2 separate regions of the Bicyclus anynana genome follow, and region 1 is linked to region 2. The links are chromatin contacts, called in public Hi-C maps. All regions are on one chromosome and are shown on one strand. Each heading gives the region's core, a stretch centred on a gene start, on an enhancer-like site or on the middle of the called end of the contact. The rest is flanking DNA. Distances are from core to core; before and after follow the strand shown. Region 1 overlaps LOC112047931 (zinc finger protein ush). Region 2 has its middle 4.3 kb from the start of LOC112048899.

Region 1 (4,531 bases), core at 221-2,720, 280 kb after region 2:
TATGTAAGTACGGTAGGTAACTATCAAGTTTGGGCAGTGGTGGCTTTGGGAGGCAAGTTTTAAGGAACCATAACTTCTTTTGTCAAAATATAAAATACATTTTGTTATAAGTATTATTTACTACGGGATAATATGATGAGAAATCATATCCCTCGCTAACATCTCGATAGAGATTAAGTGTCTCTAGCGAGATGTTGGCGGGGGTCGCCAACCTTACTGTAATATATAGTATTGTACTATATTTCGGGTCAGCCTACTTTACGCTGTTAAAGAAATACGCAAAAATACTAAGTATATTTCCAAACATACAAATTTTCATTTTAAAACTTTATGAACTTTAATAATGTTTCTGACATAATTAACAAATTAAAACAAAATAGCATTAAATGTGAAAAAGCAAAAATGCAACGAGTGTCAATAAATATAGTTTTTTGAATAAATGTAAATTTTTTGCTTGTTCCATAAAATATTATATTTTCTAAAAAAAAAAAAAAATTGGCAACCCTGTCTTTAACGGTGTTTGTTTACCACGTAGTTCAGTGATTAGCGACTGGAGACATCATTTCATTTAATAAGCTAAAAAAATACATATAAATAGGAGAGTCTAGAGCCTTGAAAACTACTAACTCCCAAAGGTACCACAGTCCCAATCCCAAGTTGCCTACCGTAGTTACACGAAAATCGTTAGTATATAAATTGTACGCCACGTAAAATAATTGTAACCATAGAGATGTTATAAAGTGATACATACTGAATACGTGATGTACTACATTGATATTGTATAATACGCAAGACAATAAATTATTATTTATCACATATTAACACCAAACTTGTTATTATTTAAACCCCCAAAAACTTTTACCTGCTTGACTTAAGAATTAAGATCTTTAATGGGACACCTGCAAAGGCGTGGACTCAGACCTGCAAAGGCGTGGACTCAGACCTGCAAAGGCGTGGACTCAGACCTGCAAAGGCGTGAACTCAGACCGATCTTTAATGGGACACCTGCAAAGGCGTGGACTTGGAGCCCGCTGATGACCAGACCTCCCTCCTTGTCATCATCATTATCAGCCGATGGAGTCCACTGCTGGGCATAGGCCTCTTGCATGGACTTCCAAACAAAACTGTCTCGATTCGCCAGCATCCAGCGGCTCCCTGCAACCCGCTTGATGTGCTCGGTCCATCTAGTAGGGGTCGATCAACACTGCGCTTACCGGTGCGGGGTCGCCATTCCAGCACCTAGGACCTAGACCTAGACCCCAACATCCATCGACCTATGTTGCCTTCTAATAAGGCCCATAGTTAGCGACCAAGTCTTGGATCCGTAAGTCAAAACCAAGACCTCCATATAGAGAGAAAGAAGATACTAAAAACTTCTTGGAAAAAAAGCTTAGTGGTATTCCATAGTCTATAAGACTTGTACACAGGACCTTAAAATTCGAAAGCCCAGGACTTACGTGATAGGGTCCAGCTAAAACGGGCGAATGCGTGCTGCCATCTACACTCCGAGTAAAACGGTGTTTATTTTAAACTACCAGTAGATGGCGTTCAACGAGAACTCAGAAACAATCCCCTTTTGTCCATTTCTTGAACCTGTTGCAATGCAATTATGCCTGAGGCTCATAGATGGCGTTTTGTTTTTAAAAGTTAAAAAAAGGAATTTCTCAATTCTTAGGATTCATTTATTTCTACATTTTTTTGAAAGATATTTACTTCAATGGTGTGGTCTACATCACTCGGTTTTTTCCTTGTATTCCCATGGGAACAGGAACTACGCGGGTGAAGAATTAATTTCTTATGGTTTCAGTTCCCGTAGGAATACGGGGTTATAATATAGCATATATCACTCGGGGATAGTGCTTCCCAACAGTGAAATAATTTTTCAAATAGGTTCAGTAGTTTCAGAGCCTGTTCAATGAAAACAAACACTCAAATCATTCCTCTTTATAATATTGGTCTAAATTAATTAATTAGTATGAATACACATTAAACACAAGACTCCTTTGTTTTTGTAGTACCTAACATAAATTAAAAAAAATATATAAACTTGATCCCTGCTTTGGTAAGCTCTACTGATGATCATGATTAACCAATAAACATACATTTTAATGTACAAAACTATATTTCAAAGTAAAACACTTAAATCTATATTATAACCTTCACTTATTAAAACCTTAACAAAAACCTAAACAGATTTTCATGAAACTCAATCGGGTTCCTGTTCATCAGATGACTCGCTGACATCGGCATACTGCTCTCTGAAATGCTCGGAATCCTCATCTTGACCGTAATAGAAACCATCATCGCTATCGTCTTTGTAACCATCGCCTTCCATTTCATTGGAATGAATTAAACTCCTACCTTCAGCAAAGTTGTTGCTGACAGCAACACCGTGTTTGTCAGCTAAATCAGGTTGTTCTGATAGCACACGAGCTTTATACTTGGCGTATGCTTCACCATACCGTTTCACGTCCTCGTGGTACAGATCTGCAGGTTCGTCGTATATTTTGTCTTCACCAGCGTCGCTTGATAGATCGTCTTCTGTAAGAAAAAAACTTTCAATTAGTAATAGTATCCCATAATAGTCATTATTAACCTACTCTAACGGCGCAGTCAATGGCCTCTCATTTCAATCATTATAGTATTATAGTATATGGAGATAAAACCCGCCACACTGCTTCTATTCAGCTTCTTTAAGAGAATGTTAAATTCATTATCAAACAGTCAGTACAGTTCGCGCGGCGAGAGTTTGGCTTTGACCTTCGGATGGAGGGGATTACTGCGCATGGGTACTGTCACGCACACAATACTTTTCCTTTTTTATGTACCAGGTTGGATATTTGAGTGGGTCAAAATTCATGTATAGTGATAATAATGCTAGAAAATAATACGAAGTAGATAAACTTCTTCATTTATTAAAACTATTGATAGTTATTTTACATATTTAAAATGTTTATACAGAGACAGCAATGAAAATTCTAAATAATTGTTTTTAATAAAATTATTTATTCCAAGATACATGTAAAATTGGTACATAAGAACAAAAGAAAACTTAAAATAATTATTAAATACAGTGTGTCCCTGGATAATCTGCAACACCAAAAGGGGGTAATATTAATATTTAACAAAAAAACTTAAACAAACAAACTCAACAAATAATAACAATCGACAACAATTAACGAAAATAGCAATTCATTTGTGAACGTGATTGTACAACAGGAGTGCGCGGTACGTCGTTTCGGTGCGAGAGGCAGGTAACGACTGGAGCGCCAATCAGAGCACCGCGCACCCGCCCCGCACCCCGCTAATGCCCGTTGATACCCAATTTCTGATTTCTGCGCAATAACGGTCAAAGCCAAACTCTCGCCGCGCGAACTGTATCATTAACAAAATGTTAATGATAATGACCAAGAGTAAAGTCATAAGGTGCTTTCTCAGGTACGGGGCTACAAAACCATTTTTCAACTCTTGGCTGAGAATTTAGTGTCTTAGAACTTGACTTTTCAACTTCAGACTTTTTTGTCATTCCAAAAAAATTGACCTTTCTTAACCCCGACATTTTTATAGCCCAACCTAGCATTCAACCCAGGACCATAGGATTAGTCCAATAGTCTACCACACTGGCCCAATGCGGATTGGCAGACTTCACACATGCTGAGATTTAAGAAAATTCTCAGGTATGCAGGTTTCCTCATGATGTTTTTCTTTCACCATTTGACACGTTATATTTAATTTCTTAAAATGCACACATCTTAAAAGTGGGAGGTGCAAGCCCCAGATCGGATTCGAACCCACACCCTCCTGAATCGGACGCAGAGGTCATATCCACTGAGCTATCATGCCAGTAACATACCTAAATTACAATTCTGCACAGCCCTAACCATGTCCTCCTCATCAATGCTGCTGGGATCAGAATCAGGATACTCGTTCCGCCAATCGTTCTCGGCATTGGAGTCCTCACTGTCCTCTTCAGAGGAGGGCAGCCCATCATCTCTGTATGTGCCAAATATCAGATCTGTTTCGTAGTTCTCAATGCTGAAAAAGATTGACAAACATTCAATAATTACCTTTATGAGGACTTTAGAGGTTTAAACCCTTGTGGTCAGATATAATTGTCAGCCTATTTTAACTATATCAACTGTATGTTGGACTTGGTCCAAAATAATCAAGACCCAACATGGTAAAAATTTTAAAACTCTTTAATTCTATTCCTACTCGATGAGGCTTTGGGCAACCTTGGCAGTCTGCTAAGCTTCTGGAGCGAACTCGGCTGGATAAAGCAGAGACCTACACAGAACAACCCAGCCCAGAAGGAAGAATGACTATTACCTTGTAACTGATAGTTATTGAGAAAGACTTATTGCTTCTAACATGATAGAAAAGTTAAATGAAGACTGATCTAGGAATGGCTTGGCTGTCTTTAACAATTCCACAAAAACATACACAAGATAAATACAAGTAAAATACATTATTTATTTAATAATTATCCAGCACCCTCTGAGTTTGTATTGTCTAACTTACAAAAACAACA
Region 2 (4,222 bases), core at 856-3,355:
CAAAGCCATAAGCGACAAACCAATATGTGACAAAGCCATATGCGACAAACCAATGTGAGACAATGAAGTAAAACGTTTTTAGCTCTCTCCCTCAACGTCCGTTCGCCTCGCCTGATCACACTTTTCGTAACGCATACAGCTGAATAAGTGAATGTGGATGTTTCGGTTTCGGCCTTAAAACTAGTTACAAATTGATATTGGACAGTATCAATTTGTATGTTATACTCAATATGTTATACTCAAATACTCAATTTAAGTATAACTGTTATATTACATTATAGCTGTTATGTTATAAAATGTTGAGTACTTTTCTGACATAAAAACTCTTTGCCAATATTTAAAAAAGTACCGTTCGTTATTATACGGATGATAAAGGTTTTATATTACATTACGGCACATGTGCATTTTTCTATACATTACGGCACATATTTGTAATGAGATACATTAAGATATTGAAATTGGTAAAATAAGCGATACTTTACGAGCAAATGTATTGTAAAAAATATATAAAGTAGTTCTTGAGTTTCGAGTTTTCAGTTTGAGGATCGCCTATGACTTGTACCACGTGCGCTTACGTATGTGTGTGTAACGTAGCGCTGTGATGCACTTGTGATGTGTGAAACGAAGTCGTGACGGCGACGTGACTCACGCTTGCGAACGAGCGAATGACGAACCGGTCCGAGAGAGCGATGTAGAGCTTGTACCCACCACTCCATTGTGACACACCCTTCAAACCGAAACTAGCCGTAGTTTAGAGCAGAAACAAGTGGTAGGTACATCGTAATAAATATATTCGAAAGAATTGACAACGTACAAAGATGGTATTCGGCAGGGAGGTAGTTTATAGTTAGTAAGTCTGCTAACGGATTTTGCGATAGTAGGCTGTTAGTTTTATATAAGTTAAAGAATTATTTCAGACAAGCTCACAAAACAACTTACCTTAAAGTTTATAGTTGTTATTAATTAATTATGAAACACGGCTAAAACTCACGTGATACAATGTCGGAGTATGCCCTACTAGTTTCGAACCCATAGGAGGCCCTTAGTCATGAACTGGTTCTTGCAACGCGGCACGATCTAAGTTTATAGTTATTGGCAGAGCATTGTAATTTCGAAAAGCTAGAAATAAAGCAATTACTCAAATAATTATCGGTACCAAACACACCTACTTTATATAGATACTCAAATATTGATAAAAAAAAAAAAATTAAACCTCAATCTATTTTGTTATCCGATATAAAACTCGAACCTGGGATCTTAAATTGCAGGTAGGTACAAACAAAATAGTGTGAAAGAAAGCGTCTGGGATCTCCTAGTGATGTCATCAGACCATGAGATCAACTTCCGTGTCATAATGTCTATTTGTTACAAACCTAAATAGGTACGTACCTATTAAAACAATAACAAACTAATGAGCAACGGGCAATGTTCTCAATGAAAATATTATTGAATGGAGAGTCGTGATAGCCTAGTGGAAATGACCTCTGCCTTCGATTCGGAGTGCGTAGGTTCGAATCCGGTCCGGGGCATGCACCTCCAACTTTTCAGTTATGTGCATTTTAAGAAATTAGGTAAATATCGCGTGTATTTCAAACGGTGAAGGAAAAACATCGTGAGGAAACCTGCATACCTGAGAATTTTCTTTATTTTCTACGTGTGTTGTAGGGGTGATCTAAGGGAATTTGAAAATTATTTTACCACTTTACACACAGAAAGCCACGTTATTTGTGAGTCTCATAAGCTATATTTTATCTCCGTATTCTCTATACGGTTGAAACCGTGGGGTTCCGACTATAGGTAAGTACATAATAGTTATTGTTAAATCGTTAAGTTTAAAAGTTTAAGTTAAAAAAAAAAAAATATTCAAAAAGCTTATCTTAAGATTCCCAAAAGCTTATACACTACAAACTCGGCAAACAAGGTACAGGTTGCAACATCAGCGAATTCATCTGTAGGAAAATCTAACAGTCTGAAGCTAATTTACATTTAGTGCCATCTATTGACATTTCACTAAAACTAGTTTAAGAATGTATCAGCGCCATCTTTGTTAGCGCTTTTAAACTAGCACGTAATCTCTAGAAAAGGTTCGCACGTTGATGCTAACGTACTGGTGGAAGTTAACGTCGTATTGTTTAGGGCTTAAGATAGATGGCGCTATGGTATTAATTTTCTAGGAAGTAGAACGCCTCTTTCCGAGGATTGGATTAAAATGTTGAAACATTAAAAAAAAAAATTACAACCCATTTAAAAATATAAAATTACAACCCACGTAACTAAGAAGCGAAAAATAACTATAATCAGTAGATAGAAAATATTTAATTATATTTTCTTTCTACTGATTATAGTTATTTTTCGCGCCTTAGTGATCCTTTGAAGGTGGTTTGAAGGAGAGCTGACTCTTTTCTGCAGAACCTGTAATGCTTGTGTAAGTTTGAAATAAATAAATAATAAATTAATTAATTAAACAAATAAAAATCCCGGCCTATTCTATTGAATAGAATGATTTTCTTCTACATTTTTTAATAGGTTCCGACTGTTTTCCAATTGCTTTCTACACTTCTGGACTGAGCTTGTTTTTTTCTTTTCAGTTTTTGTATAATTTATGCAGTTGGGTTTTTATTTGATTTATTTTATTACGTTTATTACAAAGTACGATAATTTATACGTCCAACTGAGGTTAAGCAAATATTCAAAAAATTCTACGGAACTCTCGGTGGGCGAATCCGACTCGCACTTAGCCGATTTTTATAATCAATATATTTCATTTTGTCTATTTTATAACTTCACTTCACAAACCTGCTCGCACTTATAGTCATCCGCCTCGTGTATTTTGTTTAGACAACTAATAAATAACGTTTTTCTAATTATAGTTTTTTTTTAAACATGGCCATGATATACCATTTTAGAATCCTCACAAAAAGCTCTTGAATTTGATACCTATATTGCAATATAAGATTCTTTTTATCACCTCGAGTCTATAGCGTCTCACAGTCGTCTTGTTATTTTTTTTTAGTTGCACCTATCTAAGAACACTTGGGTTATTGAGACAAATCTAACGATATCCTAATTACTTAAATCCGTTCAGTGGTTTGGAAGATATGAGGTAATAAAGAATATTACATACATACATACCTACATACAACATACAACATACGCGCGAAAAACATAACCCTTCTTGCAGTCGGGTAAAAAAAATAAATAAAAATGTTTGGTTCTCAGAAAAACCTGCCTTCCGAAATAGAGTCTCTACGTATAGTCAAAGACGTTTCAAAAGTAGTAAGCTATAAACCTATTTGAAATTAACGAATTTTGATTTTGAACCGCTAAAGAGTAAGATTCTGAGGGAAAAATCCTGGCTGCTGCACCAAGGTATTTAAATTAATTTGCTGTATTGTAATTAATTAATTAATTAATTAACGTAATTTTCTGCGTGTGTGAAGTCTGCCAATCCGCATTGGGCCAGCGTGGTGGACTGTTGGCCTAACCCCTCTCATTCTGAGAGGAGACTCGAGCTCAGCAGTGAGCCGAATATCGGTTGATAATGATGATGCTGTATTGTAGTCGAACTATTTCTACTTATAAACATGGTAAATTGCAATAAGCGGTAATTTTTGGATTCCTGTAGGTATAAGAAAGCTCTCGACTGAAATTACCTGACATTAAGTGATGATGCAGTCTAAAATGGAAGCGGACTTAGGTACTTGGAAGAGGCACAGGTATTTTCTGAAAGAAAGAAAGAAGAAAAGAAAGAAAATTATTTTATTTGGACACACACACATAATACACAAAATACAACAAATACCTAAAACAAAAGAAAGAAATTTTAAAAATATAGTAAACTAATAATTTAAAGATATTAAACTAATGATTAAATTAAATCCAAAAAAATGATGTGTGTGGTACCAAAATGGTCACCACTCAGCATGTGCTACACTAGTGATGGATGCACCAGCGCAGCGCTGATCTTCCGTGGAACCATGTGGAACCATGTTCTGGCCTTAGCAACGACGGATTCTACGCGTCATCGTACCGGAACGCTAAATCGCTTGGCGGTACGTCTTACTTCTTTCTCGGTAGGGTAACTGGTCTACCACCAGACCAAATCTGAGCCAATTTAGAAATTATAAAACTCCAAATTGCCCGAGCTGGGAATCGAAAGGACCTATTTGTTTAGAACCACAGCACTACCCAGTTCTAGAGCGATAGGTCGGCAAGATGTCTT

Evidence for each region. A called contact is a pair of places that touch in the nucleus more often than the background predicts.
Region 1: a Hi-C map of whole body shows a contact between it and region 2, with 7 times the contacts expected there. The contact joins two enhancer-like sites. A contact is called at or near these places in 2 of 2 Hi-C or Micro-C datasets (whole body and whole larva).

What each region holds. Positions count from the first base shown.
Region 1 is chr3:17,632,256-17,636,786 of ilBicAnyn1.1, forward strand. It overlaps LOC112047931 (zinc finger protein ush), which reads left to right. Exons shown (of 3, transcript XM_052889999.1): 3 at 1-818. LOC112047932 (probable RNA polymerase II nuclear localization protein SLC7A6OS) reads right to left here. Exons shown (of 4, transcript XM_024085243.2): 3 at 3,854-4,035; 4 at 2,104-2,541. The coding sequence ends at 2,207. Among protein-coding and RNA genes, the nearest start is that of LOC112047932, 3.7 kb to the right of the region's middle. Within about 2 kb of position 1,471, at least 8 of the 8 cell types and tissues checked have open chromatin away from gene starts, as enhancers often do.
Region 2 is chr3:17,354,781-17,359,002 of ilBicAnyn1.1, forward strand. No RefSeq gene overlaps it. Among protein-coding and RNA genes, the nearest start is that of LOC112048899, 4.3 kb to the left of the region's middle. Within about 2 kb of position 2,106, at least 4 of the 8 cell types and tissues checked have open chromatin away from gene starts, as enhancers often do.